2 separate regions of the Hordeum vulgare genome follow, and region 1 is linked to region 2. The links are chromatin contacts, called in public Hi-C maps. All regions are on one chromosome and are shown on one strand. The core of a region is the stretch at or near the end of the contact, and the rest is flanking DNA. Distances in the headings are between cores, read along the strand shown.

Region 1 (3,846 bases), core at 385-2,884, 250 kb before region 2:
GAAGTTACGGTAACCACGGTGGTTACTCCAATTCCTTCTCTCCTCATTAACTCACTGCCACGTAGAAAATTTTGCTGAGCTGGACATGAAGTTATCACCGAAGTTACCTGCATTGGGGCCAGCCTTAGTGTGTGCCCCTGCACCTGCATGCCCATATGGATTTTCGAGGTTGTTGTCGTTCTTGTTCGGCGCTGAAGTTTATGAATTCTCGTATGCAGTAGAAAACTCACTTTTTTTTTACCAAAAGATCAGATTTCAAACAAACTCTGTGAGATGGGAGTCATAAATCTTGTAAGTGGTTAACACAAAGCCAACTCACTTGAACTTCTCCGCTGGAAACAAAGTGAAGGCACACATAAGCTTGCCAAACCATGCAGATCCTCTAGGAGTGTGAAACACGGCCAGATCTAGTGGGATCCTATGTTTACTATGGCAACCACCTACAAAAGCATATTCTTTAAATAGGCAATAGTTATCTAATCCTATATGTACTATAGGTGTTAAAATTCTAAGATAATCTATGAAGTATGTACGTTTTCAGGATAAAATATATATTTAATATTGAGACAATATCAGTTAGACCTAGTCTTTGCACTAACACGATCTAGGTGCTCCAACAACGATGCCTCCAGAAAAAAAACGACACACGGGCGTCATTGTTACCGGACCCAACCGCTGAAAGCAGCCAAAAGAAAAGAACACCATGTGAACAACACCATTGTGGGGTTCAACTAATGATAGTCAAAACTAGAGCCTTCACTCGTCAAACTCGAGCTTATGCACTCGAATAACACCACCCAATCAATATCACCATCAATATCATGACCCTCGTGTCATTTACATTGTGTGCGGTAAGGTTGACACCTCCCCCATAAAACTATACATCCGCCACTAGAACGAGAAGGAGTAGTAGTTACCTCGCTATTGATACATCTCAAACGTATCTATATATTTTTATTGTTGCATGCTATTAATCTTATATGCTTTATATGCTATTTTATGTTGTTTTTTGTGGACTAACCTATTAACTTAGTGTCTAGTTTCAGTTTCTGTTTTTTTTGACTATTTTAATGTTCCGTGGAAAAACCAAACCAAACAAAGTCCAAACACAATAAAATTTTACGATGATTTTTTTAGGTTAGAAGAGACCCTAGAAGTTTCAGGTGGCACTAGAAGACATTCGAGGGAGCCACAAGCTCATGTGGCGTGCCCCATGGGGAGCATCGGGTGAGCTTGTGGCCCCCTCGTGGATCCCATTGATTGAATTTCACCTATATATATTCTCTAAATTCTATAAACCACCAGAGCGAGAGACCCAAAACATTTTTATCACCACCACAAGCATCTCATCTTCCGCTGTCCCATCAGGAGGCCTTCTCCGGCGTTTTGTGGGAGGAAGAATCCAGAGGCCAACTTCGTCAAACTTGTTGCCTCCGTGATGATGTGTGAGTAGTTCGTCACGTGACCTACGGGTCAATAACAGTAGTTACTCCATCTTCCCCGAAGTCTCCGGTCTTGCCCCTGCCTCTACCGTCCAACCGTCCCCGACCATCGTTCCCACTTGAGTCGTGGCCTCCCAGCACCGCCACCCTTCCTCACCCAGGTGGCCACCACCGCGACCTACCTCGATGCCAGATTCGATGGGATCCACTACAACACCAACCCCCCCTTGGAGGCCTGGACCCGCACTGCCATGGACGGACCCGCCCCGCCTCCTCCCTATCCATGGAGGGCACGTTTGCAGGAGTAGCACCTCCCCATTCACTTCTGTCGACGACCAGAGGCGGAGGTACTCATGTACGTCACTCCGGCTTCAGATCCGGGCGTTCTGGCCCCTACCTCGCCCTCACCAACCTCTAACCATGTTATCTTCGACGAGCAGTGCAGGAGGATCCCTCTCTCCAGCGGCCTACGCAGGTACAGCTCGCCCCGCCTCTCGTTGCAGTTCGATTGCGCCGGTGTTGCAGTGCGCGTGGAGGTTTTGTGATCCTCGGGAGCCTGGAGTTCCCCCGTCTGGCCCTGTCAGGTAGCAGATCCAAGATGTGCGGCTCCTCATCTAATGCTTCCTCCTTCGTCTATTTGTGTGCAATTATGTGGTTGTCGGTGTGCAGCTCATGGTTGGGTTCTTGGCGGTCCGACAGGTGGCCAACGATGAAAGCGGTGTCGCGCCGGCAGTGGGCGGCGTTTAGTGCTGGGACGGCCACACACTTTGCGAATGGACATTTTTCTCAAAAAGTTCAGTCTAGTGTAGCTCACCAGCGCTGTTTTTTAAGGTTACGTTTAATGTTTTTTCATTAGAGGGAAAAAGAAACAAAATACCGCCATGTCGTACCCTGGGTTGCGTACATTGTGTGGTGTGCAGTTTTGTTGTGTGATGAACACAGCCAACAGTTTGAGAGACTGTGGACATCTAGTTCGGTCGGGCCATCTGTTTGGATGCATTGTTTTTGACACAGTGCAATTATGTTTGTGTTTGCATGCATTATTTGGTTCACAATATTGTTTAGTACAAGAAAACTAAACTCTAAATATGAAAATGCAGTGCACCTTGATCTTAAAAAACAAATTTGAAACACTTTGTAGTAAACTTCATTTGGTTGGCTCGGTAAAATAAAACACAAAAACATCTCAAAAAGAAGCTCACTTATTTAGTCCCATGCGGTCCACTCATCCGGTCTACGCGCGCAAACAATAGTGAGTATGTAAAACACAACAAAAATTATAAGGTTCATTTTCGTTAGTGTGGCGGTTCACTTCTCGATAGTATTGCGTTTCACTTACCTCCAATGTGAGGTGTACTCTTGTCACCCGTCTTGAAAAATAATGTCCAACGAAAGAAAACCATGTAGTCCACTTGCTCGTCCGATGCAGTGCGGTTTTCCGTCAAAAACCAGTGTGCTCTTCTATTCGATGCGGTTCACACGTTGATTTGGGTGTCGCGAAAAAACAGAGTGTCCGTATTTCGGTAATTTTAAAACTGCTCTTAAACCGTAAGGGATTAGAGAGGGTGGTGTACATGAAAAAGATGCGCCGCGTCGATTTATTTTCAACGCCGTATCATTTGTATCGTTTCGACAAGCGGTTTGTAAAAAATTACAAAAAAAATGTTTGCTGCAACTCGTAGACAGCGACTCCGTTTTCGAAATTCATTTTAAACCATAAAGAATCTCAACAAATGACCAACGTATGAAAGGTGCGCCTATTCCACAGATTTTCAACGCCGTATCATACGCCTCGTTCCGATGAACGTTTAAAAACTAAAGAAAAAAACGTACAAAAAAAAAAAGAAAAAAGAAAAACAGAATCCTGTTTTTTTTTTTGTAAATTTGAAATTAATCTCAAACCGTAGGGAATTAAAGAGAGTAATCTACATGAAAAATGTGTTTCAACGATATCTTTCCAACACTATATCGTTTGCTTCATTCCGATAAGCGGTTTAGAAAAAATCCCGAAAATACGCTCATTGCAGCCCATCATGTGCCCACCATTTTCGAAACTCCTCTCAAGCCGCGAAAAATCACGACAAATGTTCAACATGACGGAGTCCCGGATTTTTTGCAGGAATCCAAGGGTATATTATACGCCTCATTCTGACAAATGGTTTAAAAACTGGAACCAAAACAGTGTCGAAAAAGCGCGTGCATTTTTTCTCGTGACATTGCAGTGTTTGTTTGATAGGGATGCAGTGCACTAATATAGAGCATGCAGTTAGAAAACGCATGCAGAATAACTATTCTACTAATATTGACAGCGAAAAAGAATATAGGTCACAAGATCAGAAAAAATAAATTTATTTTATATATTTACACTATTTTTGTATGTTTGTAATTTTACGTGACATAAAAT
Region 2 (4,084 bases), core at 811-3,310:
TGGACGCAAGGGGGGAGATGAGAACGTGGGACGTGGGACGTGGGGTGTCTGTTCGTAGGGGTGTTTTCTTTCTCCCGTTTTTTAGCAGAAAACGTGGGCAGCGGTGGGTTTGTTTGCCAGATATTTTTACTGCGAGAAGTAAGGGAACGATAGTTTCAATAGTGTGGGGAGGTATCGATCGGGAGGCGGGGAGGGGGGTCGAACCATCACGACGACGGCACATCCTGCTTTAATAGTAGAGATTAGGTATTGTAAATATTTATATATTTTGCTACAACATTGGTCAAACGTAGACAATGATTGAGTTTAAAAAAATAATACACCTTATATTTAGGAACGGAGGGAGTACAATGAAAATGCTATGGCTAAGCATAATCATAATCATGGCGATTCTTAGTGACTCATGAGCAAGCCTTCACAAGAAGATAATCATCACAACATGATGTAGTTTTTCAAATTAAAGATAGTCACCTCATCAAGAATAAATATTTAATTCACATAAACACATAGAGGTAATCAACCACCTAGTGGTGCCTCACTCTTATGAACATTTCAATCAATCATACGCCTTCACAACCATATGTTATTTAAAACACATGAAGGTAATTACCACGAAGTGGTATAAACCTCTTAGTTCTGCACAAAATTTAATTAGTTGCTATGATCACAGCTCATAAGTTGTGTACTCATATAGAAGTAATTGTCAAAATATGCAAGTATTTTGCATAATTCTCTTCATTCATAGCATAACATGTAGCATAGTTGCCACTGATGCATTGGATTCTTTCGGGATGTAGTATGTGACACTATAGTCATAACTAATGACAAATGCTATGAAGTTGATAACGTATTGTAGAATGAAATCAAAGAAATAAACAAAGAGTTTTTTTCTATTGCAATGTGAAAGATCCACTTATATACAAGATGAAATGGTGTGTTCTGATGACACCTTTTCACCAACACACATCTTTTAAGAGGCATCCCTTTCATATAATTGATCACATATCTTATTTTTCAATAGTTCTCTCTGTTTGCATGTTTGGAGATCCACGTACGGAACCCCTTAAAAAACGAAAACAGCAGACAAGAAACAATATTGTGTCCGGATACCGGCTTCTAAGCCAACCCGACAAGGCACGATATGAAAACGAAGCACGTACTGCCCTCCCGGCAATGCAGCGTCACCACCGAATATAATCCGGTCTTACCGACGCCCTTGACCGGAGATTCGCTTTAAAAATACCAGCATCTTCGATCTTTCCAGGGTGTGCATGGAGCCATGAAACGCGTCAACATCTGCTGGCATTATATGCATATACATTTTATATATGCACGGTGCAGACATCAGCCGTGCATGAAACCATGCCGTCACGTCGATCTCCCGCTCCGTATCTCCATTGCACACCGGTAAATGTGGCTGATCTTACAAGAATAATTGGCATGCATACGCAAGCATGTTTGACTTTGCCGGTAATTAACCTCATCACGATCGTCGTCCCACTACCGTGTAATCCTCCCTGCTTCTTTACAATAAATAGGAAGAGACCTAACATAATCCTCTGATCTTTTGGAGTAAGTAGATCATAGGTGGAACGTAACATGATTAATTGAAGATGACCGTAGCTAGCTATCCGGACGCGAAAGAGCGAGGGAGACCCGTTGGTCCTGCGGGCGGCACGGGATCAGTTTTATCCGCAGCCGATAACGTAGGCGCCGCGCCGGCCGGCCGGGCGGCCGGAAGATGCGCGCGTCGCTGTCTTATCGCGAGCCCGGCCGAAGGGTCGTCAATCACTCAATCCCCAGCAGCGCCGGCGGCCTCTGCGCTCCTCCACCCGCGCGCGCCCCGCTTTCCGCCGACGGCGACGCTGTCGGCCGCCCGCGGGCGCCACCACCACCACCACCGCACGGCGGCCTCCCGCGCTTGCCAAGCGCCACATTCACCGCATCATATCATTAGCCCGCAGCGCAGCGATCCAGCCCGTCGCGTCGTATCGGGAGCCAGCACCCACCGCGTGCCGGTCAGGATCGGAGCACGACGCCAAGGTCCAATCTGCGCCCGTATCGCACGTGATTTTGCCCTTTTGGCTCGTGGCCCGTGGCGTCTAGCTTTAGCCTCTTCTTCCCCCCTCCGCGAGATAGATGGATTTTCTTGGAATCTTCGTGGTTCTTGCGACGCCCGCCCACTTGCTCATGGATGTGCTAGTATGGAACGGATGGAGTAGGTGCCGGTGGGAAACACCAAAGTATCTTTCGCCAAAAAGAGGCGAAAGCGGCTTGTTTTGTGGCTGCTCCGCGATTTCGAAACACCCCTCTTTCTTTCTAGTGCCATTGGCTATCATCCTATCAGGATTGGCGACACGCGAGCAGAGCATTTTTGGTTGCATGCAGATCAGTGTCCCGATGGAATAGCTTTCCTCCAAACCCATCACGTATATATCCGCAACATCAGTATCTTGACTTCTTGAGGCGCTCACAGTAACCACGTGTCCCCGTTCCCTCCCACGAGAGTAAATCGAGTATAAATTCTTGCGCGGGAATATATGACTACTGTATCTCAAGTTCGCAGCTTGTCATCCGTCAATGCACATCTGGTACACGTCTACGTAAGGGTCGGAAGTTGAAAATGGATAGGCCGGAACGTGGAGGAGTGGTTGCGTTTGAGTGTTTGAGGCAACGCAGTGTACTACTAGGCAGCTAGCTATTTGCCGGCAGATGCAAAATCAAATCACGCTAGGCTGGTCCCGTGGGACGTGGCCCGGTCAGAACCGGGAATGGACAGCACGTAGACGTATCCTTGCAATCAACTCAAAGCAGCAAAAATCGACCCTTTCTTCCAGCTCCACTAGCTTCTTTTCAGCTAACCACAGTAGTAAATAACAACACACGACGCTCTCGATTAGACGAGCAACAGAAGAGGAGCTGGTGCTAACAGGAAAATGATACCGTGCCTGTTATTTCGTGTCGTGTGGCGGATCAGCGCGATGCCGCGCACGAACGCAAAGCGATCGAGCAAACCGAAAGGAGGCGAGTAGCGGTGACAGTGAACGCATGCATGACAGCATGAGCCTAAAAGGCGTCGCTTGCAACTTGCCACAAAGGTGACCAAGGTAGCTGCTGCTGCTGCATGGACCGATGGACGATGGACCCTAGCCTAGCCTCTGATCTTTGGTAACGTGAGGTTGATCGGTCACTAACCACCGCACAGCCGCACGGAAACCACGAGAGGTTAAAGTTAGTTGCAGTAGTGGGCACGAGGGCCAGAGCCGGGCCGGAACTAATCCACGTGCTCCGGCGACGGGGATCCCACCCATGAGAAAGAGAGAGCGCGCACTGGCACTGCTACGTGCACGGCTCCGCATTTAATTGCGGTACAGAGGTTTAGCTGGGGCTGTCGGTTAATTATTCTGCTTCTTTTGTCAACACAGACGGCAGAACGTGCATGAGGGTTCGTCGTATGCGTAGCATTTCATGCGGTGGGGGAGGAGAGGTAAAAGGAAACGAAGCAAAAGCTTGACCGTCGGGCGGTTAGAGCACGTAGAGCTGGAAACCTTCGTCAAACATCCGGGGTCAAGTCGTCCGATCAATGGGTCATAAACAATTAATTCAAATAGACCTTTTAAATCGGTATCGAACGCCCGAGCTGACCGACACCTCATTCTCACCCCAGATTTAGGGTGGATATAAGGGAGCCCGGGCGCGCTCGCCACGTCGGTCCCGACAACCCGATCCTATCTTAAATTGCACCAAATCCCTCAAACCCTTCCTCCTCCTTCCACCCACCGCCAACATTTCCTACGCCTCACTCCTCGTCGTTCGGCACCCTTGCTCTCCATCCTCACCACATGTCCCGATCCGCCGCCGTGATGTCTTTCACCCCGTCCCCGACCGCCGCGACGGAGACGCGGTCCGCCTCGTCCGTCGACGGGCCTTCCTCCGCTTCGCCTTGCAAGCCGGAGAACATCTCCTGTAAGTTGCACGGTCGCCGGCAGCAACAGAGGAAGTTGGCTGCACAGCTACATGCGGGCGTCGTCGATGAGATGTTTCCCCCGCCGTGCCGGGCACCCCATACCCCATCCATGTAAGC

What was found. Hi-C and Micro-C count contacts between places; a contact is called where the count stands out from the background.
Region 1: a Hi-C map of seedling shows a contact between it and region 2, with 2.5 times the contacts expected there. The contact joins two enhancer-like sites. A contact is called at or near these places in 2 of 6 Hi-C or Micro-C datasets (leaf and seedling).

What each region holds. Positions count from the first base shown.
Region 1 is chr3H:486,422,304-486,426,149 of MorexV3_pseudomolecules_assembly, reverse strand. No RefSeq gene overlaps it. Among protein-coding and RNA genes, the nearest start is that of LOC123440253, 5.4 kb to the right of the region's middle. Within about 2 kb of position 1,634, at least 3 of the 3 cell types and tissues checked have open chromatin away from gene starts, as enhancers often do. A contact at or near this core is called in leaf and seedling, where this site is marked.
Region 2 is chr3H:486,177,122-486,181,205 of MorexV3_pseudomolecules_assembly, reverse strand. No RefSeq gene overlaps it. Among protein-coding and RNA genes, the nearest start is that of LOC123444408, 170 kb to the right of the region's middle. Within about 2 kb of position 2,060, at least 3 of the 3 cell types and tissues checked have open chromatin away from gene starts, as enhancers often do. A contact at or near this core is called in leaf and seedling, where this site is marked.